5 separate regions of the Mus musculus genome follow, and regions 2, 3, 4 and 5 are each linked to region 1. Evidence: chromatin contacts called from public ChIA-PET, HiChIP or PLAC-seq and promoter capture Hi-C data. All regions are on one chromosome and are shown on one strand. Each heading gives the region's core, a stretch centred on a gene start, on an enhancer-like site or on the middle of the called end of the contact. The rest is flanking DNA. Distances are from core to core; before and after follow the strand shown. Region 1 holds the start of 2210016L21Rik (RIKEN cDNA 2210016L21 gene). Region 2 holds the start of Cabp1 (calcium binding protein 1). Region 3 holds the start of Gltp (glycolipid transfer protein). Region 4 holds the start of Mlec (malectin). Region 5 overlaps Git2 (GIT ArfGAP 2).

Region 1 (2,700 bases), core at 116-2,615:
ATAGGGGTATTTGCTTACTTTTACATAAATCTTGTCTAAATATTTGATACCATGGGACACAGAACTTCGTCAGTGTTTTCAGAGTGTCAATGTGCTGGTTCTGAAGTCAGCAATGCCAACAGTGCTCCCTCTCGCCAGTATTGTACACAACAACAGACACATGGGTGGGGCTGCTTCGGAAGTTGTTGGAAACGCTGTCTTAAACCCAGGTCAAAAGTCAATCACTTTTGTAATGAAACTCAAACAACTCAAACGGCAACTTTTAAGCTCGGGTGTTCTAATAGAAAACAATCAAAAGGTGTATTAATCTGATATGTATTAAGGAGTGACATTAAAAAAAAGTCTTCGTTTTCTGCAATTAAACAGTTGTGTTTCATAAGAGCAGAAAACTTTGTGTAGGGCTGGAGAGATGGTTCAGAGGTTAAGAGAACTGACTGCTTTTCCAGAGGTCCTGAGTTCAATTCCAGGAACCACATGGTGGCTCACAACCATCTGTATTGGGATCTGGCGCCCTCTTCTGGTGTGTCTGAAGACAGCTACAGTATTCATTCATATACATAAAATAAATCTTAAAAAAAATGTTGCCTGGTAGTGGTGGTGTACACCTTTAATCCCAGCACTTGGGTGGCAGAGGCAGTCGGATTTCTGAGTTCAAGGCCAGCCTGGTCTACAAAGTGAGTTCCAGGACAGCCAGGGATATACAGAGAAACTCTGTCTCGGGAAAAAAACAAAAACAAAAAACAAAAAAAAAAAAACAAAACACACACACACACACACAAAAGCTCTCAAGTGCTAGTCTACAGGTGTTTTACGGACTATGCACTAACTGCTAAATCCTCCGCTGTTCCAAGAGTCATTCCGATCTGATTTGTTTGTTCTGTTTGTTTGTCAGACCCTCAAAAGCCTACAGTTTAACAATCTTCCTAAGATCAAAACCTGAAGTAAAAAAGGTGGCTAGTTGCCTTCCCGATTTCATTAAATCGCACATGAATTCATTTTTCCTTAAAAAATTAAAAATAAAAACAAAACTAATCCTGCTTCTGTCATCTTCTTGTTTGACTTTAGGGTATTATCGTTCCCTGTGCAAACAAGAGAAAAAAAGAGAAAAGGTGGGGAGGGGATCACAAGGAGAGACGGGGAGGAGAGGAAAGGGGAGGGGATGAGAGGAGAAAAAAGAAAAGGAAAAAGAAAAACAACAACAACAAAAAGATTGGAGAAGGTGGTGGTCTCCTGGATCCTTCCGGAGCTCATTTTTCTGTACCGTTCGCCGCCAATGGTGGTCTGGGAACTACAATTCCCATGATGCTCTGACAGGTGGGTCATGTGAGAGGGAAGCTTTTTACCCCCCACAACCCCTTGCGGCATCCCAGGATGGTGGCGCCCAGCGGTGCAATGAGCGATTCGGAGAACAGCAGCAGTAGCAGCAGCGATGCGGAGGAATTGGCACGCTGTCGCGAGGCGGCTACGCCCGCCTGGGGGCTGGAGCAGCGCCCGGGGGCAGCGGAGAGACCCGAAGCCGGTAGGGGACTTTCTGGGGCTCAGGCTCCTCCCCGGGGGCCTGAAACGGATGCGTGGTGGGGTGCGAGCCATGGCGTCCTGACGTTTTAGAGGAGCTTTCTTGGGGGAGCTTCTGAGATCTTTTGGGGATCACACTGACACCGAGGGCAGAGGGTGATTGCTTTATTCCCGTGGAGGCCGCAGAGGCACCTAAATGCCTCCTGACTGCTTTCCTCAATGCGTCCTGTGTCCTCCCTCTGGAAAGGTAACCAACCCATCACCTGTCTGAGATGACCGTGATGCCCCTCCTTCTTGTAGTCTCAGAATCCCGACTTTCTCGGCCCTCACTTGATGTCTCATTCAGACTGAGCTCACCCGGGAGTATACCTAAACGAGAGATTGCCTAGCAGACGGAATGTATCCGGCATCTGCCAGTATAATGACTCTTAATCATGGTTAGAGAATCCAACAGGCCTTATAATTTAGAGAGTAGGCAGAAATATATATATATATTGCATCTGTACTTGAACTCCTCGTGGGAATTTAATACCTTCTCCTCTCCTGCATGTGAGCTACAAGCCACAGTCACGTGATAATACCTGTTTGTCCCAGTAGACGACACCATATTGTTACATCTCGTTACAGCCTTTTACAGATACATCCAAACATTTTCTTCACAGTACACTGTTGGAAAAGAATCATTTACACTCTTACCCACCATAAAGCCCCTGAGATGTCTAGTTCCATTTCCAGATCAGTGAGTTGCCTCAGCAATTGCTACACAAACCTGCCAACCTCACTGGATTCCCAGAACCCATGGTAAAAGAGAGGATTAACTCCCAAAAGTTGTCATGTGACTTAGACATACAACAGTAAACATTTTCAAGTCTCAGAAGGGGACCGATGTAAAAACAAAGTATATAACTTATAGTTTTATTTTATTTTATTTTAGACATAGAGTCTCCCATGTAGCTCTGACTGCCCTAGAACTCGCTACATAAACCAGACTGGTCTTAAACTCATAGAGATCTGCCTGCCTTTGCCTTCTGAGTGCTGGGATTAAAGGTGTGTGTTGCCAAGCCTGGTTTAAAAAGTGGCCTTTAGATTATTCTATTACATTTTATGTTGTGTGTCTGTAGACTCACACAGGTGTCATGGGAGCTTAGAAGTCATGTGGGTCCTGGGGATCAAACTGAAGTGGTT
Region 2 (2,700 bases), core at 19-2,518, 250 kb after region 1:
TCTCAAGTTCTAGATGGAGCCGTAGCTCTGGACAGACCCTTCATGCCTGTCCAGACATCTCTTCTCCTCCCCATTTTTCCAATCCCCTAACTTTCCCAGACCTTTGAGGACACTCTAAGTCACGGCTAGTATAAATCATCCACAAGCAACTCGCTGTACTCCCAGGCCCTCCCCCTTTGCCGCTCAGACTCCAAGCCCTTCGCTCCTCTGGGTCGCCAGAGGCCAGAGAGAGGAGAAGGTTGGCGCCGCCTGCTCCAAGCGCTGCTCACGACCCTGGAAAATCTCCCGGAGGATTGCGGAGGTCGCTCTTGCAGGTGCGAGGCAGGCTCAGCTGAGCGGCGCCCAGGAAGAGGCCCGAAGTGTGGACAGCGCACAGGGTGCTGAATCAGACACGGGGGTGGCGGAGCGCCAGGGCCGCGGGAGGACAGGATGAGCCAAGGTGCACCCCGACTGGGCAGAGCGAGCAGAACCGGGGACGCGCCGCCGCCGTAGGGTCCCGAGCGCCGGTGCCCGGAGCGCGGGCGAGGGGCGCGGCCCTTACCTGGCCGAAGGCGGAGCTGAGCATGGGGCGCAGCCGGTGGAGGAACGGGTCCGCCTCGGGGGTGCCAGCAGGAGCCGGGTCCCCGCGACCCCGCGATCGCAGGGAGCCCCGTAGACCGAGCGCTGGCGCCAGCCCCCGTTCCTCCCCATCGCGCCCGCGGGCCGGCGGTAGCGTCTCCCGGGGCCTGCAGTGCGCCTGGGGCAGCCCACGCCGGCTCCCGCGCGCGCCCTCGTCCCGCGGCACGGGCCGGCACAGGGGCCTCCGCGAGCTGGGGTCCCCGCACGGTGGAGGCGAGCCGGGGCAGGGACCGGGCAGCCGGCGGCCACGCAGCCCGGGGTCCCGCGCAGAGCTGTGGCGGGGAGCCCGGCTGCCCCCGCTCGCCGCCGCCGCCTTGAGCAGCGACGTCTTGGACTCGCTCTTGGCAATGTGCGAGCTCATCGCGGCGGGGCCCGCGCTCGCATGGCCCGGCGGGGGTGGTGCGGGGCCCCCGGAGGGCAGAGAGCGGGGCGCCCGGCGGGAGCCAAGCCCGAGGACGCGCTGCAGGCGGGCGCCGTCCCCTGGCCGCTTAAATGCGGCCCCGTCGCCGCCGCCCATGTGACAGCGCAGCCTCTGCGCCTGGAGCCTCGAGCTCCCGGCGGCCGGCGCTGCAGATCTGGGGGGGCAGCTGGTTGTCCCCCGAGAGCCCACCCCCGGCTCTCCCGCGGCCCAGGTGCCGCCGCGCCCCGCCCCTCGCCCCGCCCAGCGCTCGGGGAGTCCCGCTTCCGGGCGCCTCTGGTGGCCAAGGGGGCGCTGCGGCACTGAATGTGAGCACGAGGGAAGGGGCTGGCTAACCTCCCCCAAGGAGACTGGCGGAGCCCCTTATCACGCCCAGAGGATCCCTCCATGCCCAGGATCGGCCGGTCGCCCCCCCCTCACCCCAAAGTCAAGCAAGGGTGCACTTTCCAGAGAGAACAACTTTGGCAATAGGACCAAAGGGGTGCAGGACGCTAGAGACTCAGCTAGGATGCAGGCACTCTGTGACACCATCCAGACAAACGCAGGAGCCAGATGACCTGGAAGGATAAAGCTAGGAGTGTATCCATGCCTCGTCCATCCACCTTCCATAGAGTACACCGGACTAGGATTGCCCCGAGCAAGTCAGCCACGGAATTTACAGTTGACACAACAGAAGAGGAGCCAGGTGGCATCTGGCTGCAGCTACCTGTCCCGGAAGTGCCTGGTGGTGGTCAAGTTCCAGGTAGGACACGTTGGCTATGCTTGTTTCTCCATCGAACCACCTCCTGCCCTTCTAGTTGTTAGAGAGAGGACTCCTGCCCTTGGTAAGCATCCAGGAAGTCACACTGTGCTGGTTTCAATCTCAAATCCCAGCTCTGCAGCTTGCCATCTGGGAAGCTTGGGCAAGTGTCATCAGCCTCCCTGAGCCGGTTTCCCCTCTTCAGTGAAATGCAAATGATTCTTCCCAAACTGATTTCGTGGCGACACAAGATTTCCTGGTGCTCAAGAAAGACTCCAGCAGGAGGGAGCTGGCACAGGGCACACACTCATTTAGCAGCTTCTCTCCAGTCTGCACCTCCTGAGGCCCCCTTGTACCAAGGTGCTTAGTAGTAGGGACGTTAAGATTTGGAGGCGAGGGCCTCCCTGTTCTCTGCCCATCCTCTGTCCCTTACAACCTGCTCACTGCTTAGCCTCATTAGGATAGATGGGCAGACTCCCAATATCACGGGGCTTCGAGGAGGACCCTCTTTTTTGCATGGTGTATTTCTACCTATGCATGTGCAAAAAAAGAAAGATCTGGACGTGGTGGCATGGGCCTGCAATTCCAGCATGTGGTAGGTGGAGGAACCAGAATTGCTATAAACTTGAGGCTTCAGAGTAAGACTCTGTTTAACTATTCTAACTCGTGTGTGTGTGTGTGTGTGTGTGTGTGTGTGTGTGTGTTTTGGGGGGGGGATCTGGGTGTGGTGGCACATGTCTGAAATCCCTTGGGAGAAGCAAACAGGAGGGTTAGAATAACGAGTTCCAGGCCAGGCTGGGCTACATGAGACCCTGTCATATAAATAAATAAAGCTGGGCAGTAACGGTGCACACCTTTAATCCCAGCACTTGGGAGGCAGAGACAGGCGGATTTCTGAGTTCCAGGACAGCCAGAGCTATACAGA
Region 3 (2,700 bases), core at 168-2,667, 250 kb before region 1:
CCCGCCTGTCTGTCCCCCCCCCCATGCCAACACACACAAATAAATATATTTTTAAAAACAACATAATGCTGTCATAAAAACCAAAGCTAACGCCAACAGCTCCCTCTCTCTGGAGATGCAATCTGATCTACAGCTGAGATACAGGCGAAAAAAAGCAGGTCTTAGGCATGCCACGGGTTGACAGAGCACCCACTGGGCAGTGCTGGAGCTTTCTCAGCCTCTGAGAAAGCCTGAGACCTGCTCTCGGGATGCTCCTCCAGGCTGGCGCATTGGGCCCGAAACTAGATTCAAGAACTTCACACAAGTTCCTTTCCACAGCTAACACCCACCCTTCACAGGCTCTCATTTAGTCCCCACCCCCAAACCTGCCATTTCACAGATAGGGACTCCAAGACACAGATCTACATGGCCACACACGCCCTATCCCCACCAGGGGTTGAGTGGGTGCCAGACCTCCTCAGGCTAAGGCGGTTTCAAGGCTCTGTCCAAGTATTTCAACTGGACTCTGTACCCGGGAGCTGGTGTCATCCTGCAAAGTCACCAAGTGAGCTAGCAGGGTAGGGCGCTGGGAGCGTCCCCACCAAGAAGAAAGCTGGGCTCAGGTAGCAGCACCCTCTGTGAACCGCAAGGCAAAGGGCAGGGCAGGAGGCATTAGTTTTCCTTCCACTTTACAACAAGGTCTTAGGCTGGAGGAGGGGCGGGGAGAGAACGCGCCTGAAAGTGGCTTGGGGACTCATTCCAGCGCTCCTGGGAGGTGCTTCAACTTGACATATGGAAGACCGGACTTTTTCCTTTTCGAAAGGGGGTGGGGATCCGAGCTAAGCACCCTGCAGCTGACATCACCCCCACAATCCAGCCCCCTTTCCCAGATGGGGGAAACCCTTTTCATGACTTCCTCTAAAAAGGGCCCTTGAGTTTTGCAGCTCCATCTTCAAGTCCTTGGAGGTGGTGGGGTGGGATGGGGGTGTTCTTTGGTCTGGGATGGGAAGAGGCTGGGGTGGGGGGTAGGGCTTATCGTTCAGAGTGAGGGTGGGGGAGAATTGAGAACCATTCTGAAGGGGGCGGAAAATGAAGCCGGGGATGAAGATGTTAGGCGCAGCCGGAGGGCTGATGAAGCATGCCCACGGTGCAATAGCAAGCGGTGTTTGGGTGCAATGGATGACAGGGAGTTAAGGGCCCGGGTGCATCTGAGGAAGAGGGATCTGGGCAGGTGAGGAGGACTGGCAAAGCCCGGGACTCACCAAAGAAGGGCGGCAGGTGAGCCACAGCCTCCAGGAAGGGCCCGGTCTCGATCTGCCGGTCTGCGGGCAGCGGCTTGAGCAGGTGCTCGGCCAGCAGCGCCATTTCGGGGTCGAGGCCCTTGGTGATGCCCCAGCCCGCGCCGAGGGCGTCCGCGCCCGGGCTGTCGCCGCCCGCCGCCTCCCGGGACGCCAGCGTCGCCACTTCCGCCCGCGCCTCGCAGCGAGCGCCGAGCGCCGCCCGCAGGCCGGAGCCATGGAGCACTCGGCCCCGCCCCTCAGGGGCTCTGCCAATGGGCGCCCACCGCCGCGCCCTTCCGACCAATCGAAGCCCGCCGCCCCCGCAGCCGCCGCGCCATTGGTCTGGAGGCGGGGCTTAGCGGAAGCGCGGGCGTCTTGCACCTGGTGAGCCGCGCCCAGGTTGGGATGCTCTGGCCGGGTTTACAGCTCAAACCCTGACGGGGCCTTGTTTCCCAATCCAGGGTCCTCCAAAGTGCCAGGTTCGCGCCCCACAGCCTACACCCCGGCTCACCTCAGCCACAATGCAGCCTAGCTGCTGCGTCCTGAAACACAGAGCTCAGTGTGTTTAGGGAACACTCCCTAATTCCATGGAGAGATAACAGCCCAAATTCCAAGTGGAGAGCCTGGTACTCCGCCCACACTGAGTATTCAGTAATCCTACTCTGCACTGCTGCTGCTCCGTACTGTGATGGTCACGGAGGATAGAGTGACCATGGCGCTTAAGCAAAGCCTTAAATTGAGGGAGCCGGAGAGCTGTGAGCGGTGCACGGGAAGGGCGAGCAGGGGCTGGGAGTAATTTGGGCAGTGGTGGCGCACGCCTTTAATCCCAGCACTCGGGAGGCAGAGGCAGGTGGATTTCTGAGTTCCAGGACAGCCTGGTCTACAGAGTGAGTTCCAGGACAGCCAGGGATACACAGAGAAACCCTGTTTCGAAAACCAAAAAATAAAGGAAGGAAGGGAGGGAAGAAGGGAGGGAGGGAGGGAGGGAGGGAGGGAGGGAGGGAGGAAGGAAGGAAGGAAGGAAGGAAGGAAGGAAGGAAGGAAGGAAGGAAATTAGTTGTGGTTCATAGTAAGGGCAGTGAGAAGATGTCTAGGGGCCAGAAAAGCATATACTAAATCTTGTTAAATGATTTTAATTTACCCTTTCAGGAGGCAGATGGCAGAAAGATTGACCCAAACTACAGGCATGACCCCAAGAAGTCGCGGGCGGGGAAAGATCCGACCGTCCTTATCTCTTGCATGCCCAGTCACGTTAGATCTCCTACTGATAGGTGCCCAAGCCACCAATTTCAGCTTGTTCCCACCCCACCCAGACTCCCCGCCTCGGGCATCCCAAGATGCAATCTTCCTACAACAGCCTCCCCAGTGTCCCAGCTCTGCCAGAACCCCACCCACCTTTGGGAAGACTCCCTAATTCCATGGAGAGATAACAGCCTGCACT
Region 4 (2,700 bases), core at 134-2,633, 220 kb after region 1:
TCTAAACCTGTTTTTCAATCCTACTTATGGAAGAATCTAGAGCGGTTTTCTCCAAAGAATGAATTGGGGGGGGGGGGGGTAAGGTAACCTATAACAGAAGTGCCTAGGGCAGAGACCCGAGTCCCAGCTAGTTAAGTTAAAAAAAAAAAAAAAAGTTTGTCTACTGTGTCTAGAGACTGCCCAGGAACCTGTATTTTTAACCATCTGTTCTCAAAAATTCTCATTTGGCCGTTGTGAACCTGTATTTTTAACCATCTGCCCTCAAAATTCTCATTTGGCCGTTGTGAACTGTGAAACTCTGTAAAACCCACTTTCCCCCTAAGCTGGGATCAAACGTCTTACGATCACCCGGGGGTCACACTCAAACCTTACACAGGTTGACCTCATAGGCAGGATGGGCTGCGATATACCGACACCCGTCGGGTGGCTTTGACTTTTAAGCATACAAATTCCAAAGGAGGGGAGGGGAGGGGTGCCACAGTCAAACTTTCCCGTACTATTCCCCCTTCGAAGACTCCCTGCCGTTCTGGCGAAGAATCAAGCCTCAGTCCCGGGCTTGGAAGGGGCACGGAAAACGGCGGGTGATCTGTAGGGTGGGCAAAGCATCTCCTGGAAACCGTCGCGATGGATGGCAGAGCAGCGGAGTCGATGACCTCCAACCTGCGAGGCCTCCAGGCGCCAGGCAAAAGGCCACCCTTGCCTTTTACATTCCCAGCTTGGGTGGGATGAGGGGCTGGGGCAAGGTAAAATGAGAAAGGGTCTAAATATAAACTTCTCGCCAACTCTATGCCTCGATGGCTCTTGGAAGCTTCCAGTCAGGGCTAGGCCCTGGGTCCTGGCCAGGTCCCTGGAGGGTGGGGGGTTGGGGGGCTGGGGGTAGGTTCACTGCAGAGAGAAACTTCGTTCCAAGGCTGTGGTCTCCCGGCTGGAGAGGAAGGGGTTCGAGGCCCGCAGCTGCGCCCTGCTCCCAGGCTGCGGACCCCCCCAGGCTCGGCCGGAGGGGCTCTCACCTCGGCCCACCCGGCCTTCCAGAGGGTCCTTGCGGAAGTGGATCCCGTGCACGTCCACATGCGCCTCGCCGCCTGCGTTCACTGCCCAGATGACGCTCTCCGGCAGTCCGGCCCCGGCGGCGCCGACCACGCCGAGCCCCGGACCCCGGAGCTTCGGTCCCAGCAGCAGCAGCAACAGAAGCAGCCGGAGAAGCGCCACAGCGGTTCCCTCGGCTCCCCGGGGCCTCAGCATGGCGGCCACCACGGCGGGGGCAGCCCCTGCCGACCCTCGTCCTCGGCCGGCCGCCCCCAACTCAGGAGAACAGCGCAGCGGACCGTTCTGCCTCGGCAACCCGGGACATGTCGCTCTCAGGGCCTCCTCCTCCTCCTCCTCCACCTCCTCGGCCTTGGGGCGCCGCCTCCCACCTCGGGAGCAACCTACCCCGACGCCCAGCCCTCAGCCCGGAGCGCCTCAGCCAATCAGAGGGAGGCCCTCATGAATTACCCACCACCCCGCCGAGAGCGGCCGCGCCATTGGCTGGTGCGTCCGGGGAGGGGAGTGGCCGCGCCTAGGCTCCGGCCCAACCACGGGGCACGAGAAGGAGCGCGCGCCCAGGGAGGGAGTTCGGTTGAAGCGGCGGTTCCATGCGGAAGTGGCGGGTGCAGCGCCCAGGCCGCCCCGGAATCCCACAGTCGACTGGGAAAGGTGGCCTGGGCCGGGGAAGGTTTAGAGAAGGGCGCACTGACACGTCGCCAACACTTCCGGTGCTCTAGAGCTGGGGACCGAGTCAGCTCAGAAGGGGGCGTTGCCGCCTTTTCCATCCCTCCTCCTTCAACTCAGAAAGCAAGAGCCCAGGCTCTTGCAAGCCGAGCGATGGTTTGTCCCCGGGTGGAGCATCGGGGCCCGTCTCTCCCTTGGATGCCATGTGAACAGGTGGCGGGACACGCGAGTCCCGCGAGGATACGGTCCCCACCGTCACCCCTTAGCAGGCGCTTGGTGTGTGGTAGCGTCCAGGAGGCCGTCCAATCAGAATGCTCCAACGCAGCGGAAACGCGTGGCTGTTAGGGGGAGGGGGCTCCAGGGTGCCTGCGTCTCCATGGCGACGGTCCCTGGCGGGCCTGGAAACCTAAGTGGAGCTAGGGGCTTCCTCCTCCTCCTCCTGCTGGGGACCACTGGCACGACCCGAGCTCCCTGCTTTGGCATTTCACACAGCGCTCTTCTGCGTTATTGTCCATGCCCTTGGGTATCTGCCTCAACTCCCATTTTTCCGACCCAGCCAAGCGGGGGAAGTGGAATCATTTGTTCCATAAGTACTTATCCTGTCCATACAGATAATGCGGACAAAACATGGAAAGCCCGGTTGAATTTGATTTTTGAGGTTCAGAAAAAGGAACATAAAACAACTCTGGGCGCGCTGACGCCAGGTGACGCGTGCCTGTATTCTCAGAGGTTAAAGCAGGATGATTACCGGGAGTTTTAAAAGGCCAGCTTGAGCTCCAAGAGTGCGATCCTGTCTCTATAACAATAAATAGGAGGCTGGAAAGATGGCTCGGTGTCTAGAGCGCTAGCTGCTTTGGCAGAGAACATGGGTTTTTTTACCCCCAGTCCCCTTAAGGCTGCTAAGGATGTGGGGGCCCAAAGGCCAGGAGGTCGTGGCACATGCCTTTAATCCCAGCACTTGGGAGGCAGAGGCAGGCGGATTTCTGAGTT
Region 5 (2,700 bases), core at 15-2,514, 200 kb before region 1:
CAGCGATGCTTACGGTGCCCAGAGTCTAGGGCACAGCTGGCTTTCCCATCTGTCGCTCTCCATCATCATCCCAAGCACTGCCTTCCCCACTGACCTCTCCTACAGGCAGTTCCCAGTCCCTGAAGCAGGGGTTCTCAACCTTCCTGACGCTGTGTCCCCTTAACACAGTTCCTCATGCTGTGCTGACCCCTAACCATAAAATTATTTCGTTACTACTTCCTATCTGTAATTCTGCATTTTCCAATGGACTTAGGCGACCCCTGTGAAAGGATTGCTTGACGTCCCCTAAAGGTTGAGAACGGCTGCCCTGGGGGAATGACTAGGATAGTGCAGCGTACACGGGTTGCCTCTCCTTGTTAGTACAGGCAGACATGTGGCAGTCTTCTGTGTGTCAAGCCCTGCTCGAGGTGGTGACAGCAGGCTGAGATGCTGGCGAGGGTTGCCAGGGTAGCAGTCAGAGCCAGTGCCAGCAGAGAAAGCACGGCACATGGTACGTGCCAGGGCTTACGCTGAGAAGCACGTGCTTCTGCCTGCTCTGTCTGCATGGTGAGATTAATTTTAAGAATCAGCAATAGGTGTGGAAAATCACACCCAAGCAGTAGCTTCCAGATTCCCAGAAAGCCCAGGACAGGGCAAAGTTATGCTATCTCACACCAATAGTGGGCTGCTAGGTCTCTCCTAGGGGAGTTTACTCTGAATGCATTTTTAGGTGCAAACCCAAGGCTTTGTGTCCATACATACACTGAATTAGAATCCCAGCCAAGCACAGGCCCTGGCCCAGGCCTTGCTCATGCTAGGCAGATGCACCACCCACCACTGGGCTATAGTCTCTGTGCTACACTGAACACGTTTCTCATCAGAGCGCTGCATTTCAAACATACACACACAGCCTGCTTTCAAGAGGACAGTATGTCTATGTCTGTTATAGTAAATGTTTTCTTCCCTCTGACCATAAGCATGGTGACCGGGATCAACGAGTCAACCATCCTGGCATTTATTAACATGTTACCTTTTTCTGCATAATTCTCAGCTCGTCACTCAAGTTGTTATTCACCTTCATTAGCTGCTGTCTCTTGGCCTCAGAAGCCACTAGGGCGCTTTTGACCTCCATAAATTCCTGCACAGTGACTGGTCCATCTGACAAATCTGAATCTAGGCTCTAAAAATAAACCGGGAAAATGTTCACAATCCGCGATGATGATGTTAAAGACTAACAGCTAAAGAATGTCCATCTCCACCACGCCCGCTGGACTGCAAAGGTGGACCATATGAAAGGCAGGGGCACTCCAGGACTCATGACACTCTGCAGAGCTTCCTGCAGGAGCAGGCAGAGCGCTGCAAACCTCTGTGGACACTGGCTGCCAAGGCTCTGCGCTGCCCTGCACACACTGTCCTTGCTAACTTAAAGAGCTTACTCTATGGATTCACTCGCTCCACATGACCTAGTGAGCATCAGTCAGTCTCCAGTGCGCTGTGACAGAGAGGACAGGCTGCTACATCCATGGCGCTCACACTCCAGCAGCACAGGAAAGGGGATGGCTAAGGTGTTCCAAGGCAGGACAGAGGGACTGAGTGCTGGGGACACAGACAATGGAGCGGGTGGGACGCAGCAGCTGGCTGGGCTGCCTGGGGAGGAGCTGGGGGAGCTGGAAGGCGTGCCTGAGGAGGCCAGGGCTCCTGAGAGTCCAGCAGCAGTGCTCAGCGAGAGGCTGAAAGGGCAGCAGGAGCCCAGCCAATCAATGGATGGTCCGTCCCTGAGGGACTGGTAATGACCCTGCCTGTAACTGAGTGGACTGGCACGGGGCAGTCCAGGTAGGGGCGTCCCTTCTGCCAATATCAAACAGCAAATGCTGGACAAATCTAAGCTTATCTCCCTGCTTCAAACCTGCAGACCTCGGCAGCCTAGCTTCTTGTTTATTTGTTACTCAGTGTCTGTGGAGTGCCTATCTGAGTCTGTCCTGAGGGTTCAGCCTGCAGACCCCTTGGCCCTGTCCCCTGTTCACTCAACAGTGCCCTGTCTCTCTCCCTGGGCCCCACTGGCCTGAGCCCTGAGGCCGTGCTGCAATGCCCTTTAGAGCTGAGGTCCTCACTGTGCTGTCCAGAGTCTCTGCACAGTGTGGGGCTCTTCTAGGCTGTTCCAGCCCAGGCTTTCTTGTTCTGCCTTCTACGCGGGTGCAGGACAGCACATCTATGAGGCCTTGTTTCAGAGCCCTGTACTGTCAAGAGCTCCTCCCTTGATGCTCTCTCTTCCAAACTCCTAACCTCCAGCTTGTCTGCTCTTGCGATGCGCACCACCTGTGCAGTGCATAGTCTCCTGTCCCCTGCTTCCCCATCAGTGAGGTCATGAGGGGAGGAGCTAAGCACACTGGGACACAGAGAAGCCTCCAGTCCTGACCTCAGCCTAGAGTCAACGCTGATCCTTCACTTGCTCAGTGACAGGGCCTTATTTTAAGAGCATTTATTTAATCTTTGCTTGGCTTGAGTTAGCAGTGAGCCTAACTTGAGCCCTCTCACAGCACCTTCCAAGGCCTAACCCTTCTGCCAGTTTTACTTTTTCTGCCATGTGTATGTGTCTTCTGGTGGCACTGGGAAATAAACTCAGGGCCCTGTATATACTGGCGAGCACTCCACCATTCAGCTACAGCCCCAGGGCAAGAACACATTTTAGGAGGAGCACGTCTGTCCTGTGGGAGGTGTGTC

What was found. Promoter capture Hi-C pulls out the DNA fragments that hold promoters and counts their contacts. ChIA-PET counts read pairs in DNA pulled down with a chosen protein or histone mark. HiChIP or PLAC-seq counts read pairs in DNA pulled down with a chosen protein or histone mark. Capture Hi-C pulls out chosen DNA fragments and counts their contacts.
Region 2: a contact with region 1 is called in a promoter capture Hi-C map of pancreatic islet. The contact joins the promoter of Cabp1 here to the promoter of 2210016L21Rik in region 1. A contact is called at or near these places in 16 of 39 promoter capture datasets (the 3T3-L1 cell line, 3T3-L1-derived adipocytes, the C10 cell line and 11 more), 2 of 484 Hi-C or Micro-C datasets (bone marrow-derived macrophages and olfactory sensory neurons), 4 of 115 datasets of contacts at active chromatin or transcription factors (bone marrow-derived macrophages, forebrain, memory CD8 T cells and 1 more) and 4 of 9 other capture datasets (adipose tissue, liver, macrophages and 1 more).
Region 3: an HNF4G HiChIP or PLAC-seq map of pancreatic cancer cells shows a contact between it and region 1. The contact joins the promoter of Gltp here to the promoter of 2210016L21Rik in region 1. A contact is called at or near these places in 6 of 39 promoter capture datasets (3T3-L1-derived adipocytes, the HPC-7 cell line, cranial neural crest and 3 more), 2 of 484 Hi-C or Micro-C datasets (Sertoli cells and embryonic fibroblasts), 14 of 115 datasets of contacts at active chromatin or transcription factors (the SCID.adh cell line, T-cell acute lymphoblastic leukemia, cardiomyocytes and 5 more) and 3 of 9 other capture datasets (adipose tissue, embryonic stem cells and pancreatic islet).
Region 4: an RNA polymerase II ChIA-PET map of memory CD8 T cells shows a contact between it and region 1, with 254 read pairs. The contact joins the promoter of Mlec here to the promoter of 2210016L21Rik in region 1. A contact is called at or near these places in 19 of 39 promoter capture datasets (the 3T3-L1 cell line, 3T3-L1-derived adipocytes, the C10 cell line and 13 more), 1 of 484 Hi-C or Micro-C datasets (CD4 T cells), 14 of 115 datasets of contacts at active chromatin or transcription factors (the 230-238 cell line, the SCID.adh cell line, bone marrow-derived macrophages and 10 more) and 3 of 9 other capture datasets (adipose tissue, liver and pancreatic islet).
Region 5: a promoter capture Hi-C map of hippocampal neurons shows a contact between it and region 1, with 2.8 times the contacts expected there. The contact joins the enhancer-like site here to the promoter of 2210016L21Rik in region 1. A contact is called at or near these places in 4 of 39 promoter capture datasets (the 3T3-L1 cell line, the HPC-7 cell line and hippocampal neurons), 3 of 115 datasets of contacts at active chromatin or transcription factors (embryonic stem cells and microglia) and 3 of 9 other capture datasets (adipose tissue, embryonic stem cells and pancreatic islet).

What each region holds. Positions count from the first base shown.
Region 1 is chr5:114,940,837-114,943,536 of GRCm38.p6, forward strand. 2210016L21Rik (RIKEN cDNA 2210016L21 gene) reads left to right here and starts at 1,366. Exons shown (of 6, transcript NM_028211.1): 1 at 1,366-1,519. The coding sequence starts at 1,372.
Region 2 is chr5:115,193,113-115,195,812 of GRCm38.p6, forward strand. Cabp1 (calcium binding protein 1) reads right to left here and starts at 1,269. Exons shown (of 6, transcript NM_001310712.1): 1 at 542-1,269. The coding sequence starts at 1,135. Gm35515 (a long non-coding RNA gene) reads left to right here and starts at 1,226. Exons shown (of 3, transcript XR_387599.4): 1 at 1,226-1,778.
Region 3 is chr5:114,689,518-114,692,217 of GRCm38.p6, forward strand. It overlaps Gltp (glycolipid transfer protein), which reads right to left and starts at 1,418. Exons shown (of 5, transcript NM_019821.2): 1 at 1,242-1,418. The coding sequence starts at 1,344.
Region 4 is chr5:115,156,793-115,159,492 of GRCm38.p6, forward strand. Mlec (malectin) reads right to left here and starts at 1,384. Exons shown (of 5, transcript NM_175403.3): 1 at 1,011-1,384. The coding sequence starts at 1,242.
Region 5 is chr5:114,742,722-114,745,421 of GRCm38.p6, forward strand. It overlaps Git2 (GIT ArfGAP 2), which reads right to left. Exons shown (of 20, transcript NM_001347400.1): 14 at 1,010-1,159. Among named protein-coding and RNA genes, the nearest start is that of Mir7028, 25 kb to the left of the region's middle. Within about 2 kb of position 1,265, at least 62 of the 459 cell types and tissues checked have an H3K27ac peak or open chromatin away from gene starts, as enhancers often do. A contact at or near this core is called in hippocampal neurons, where this site is marked.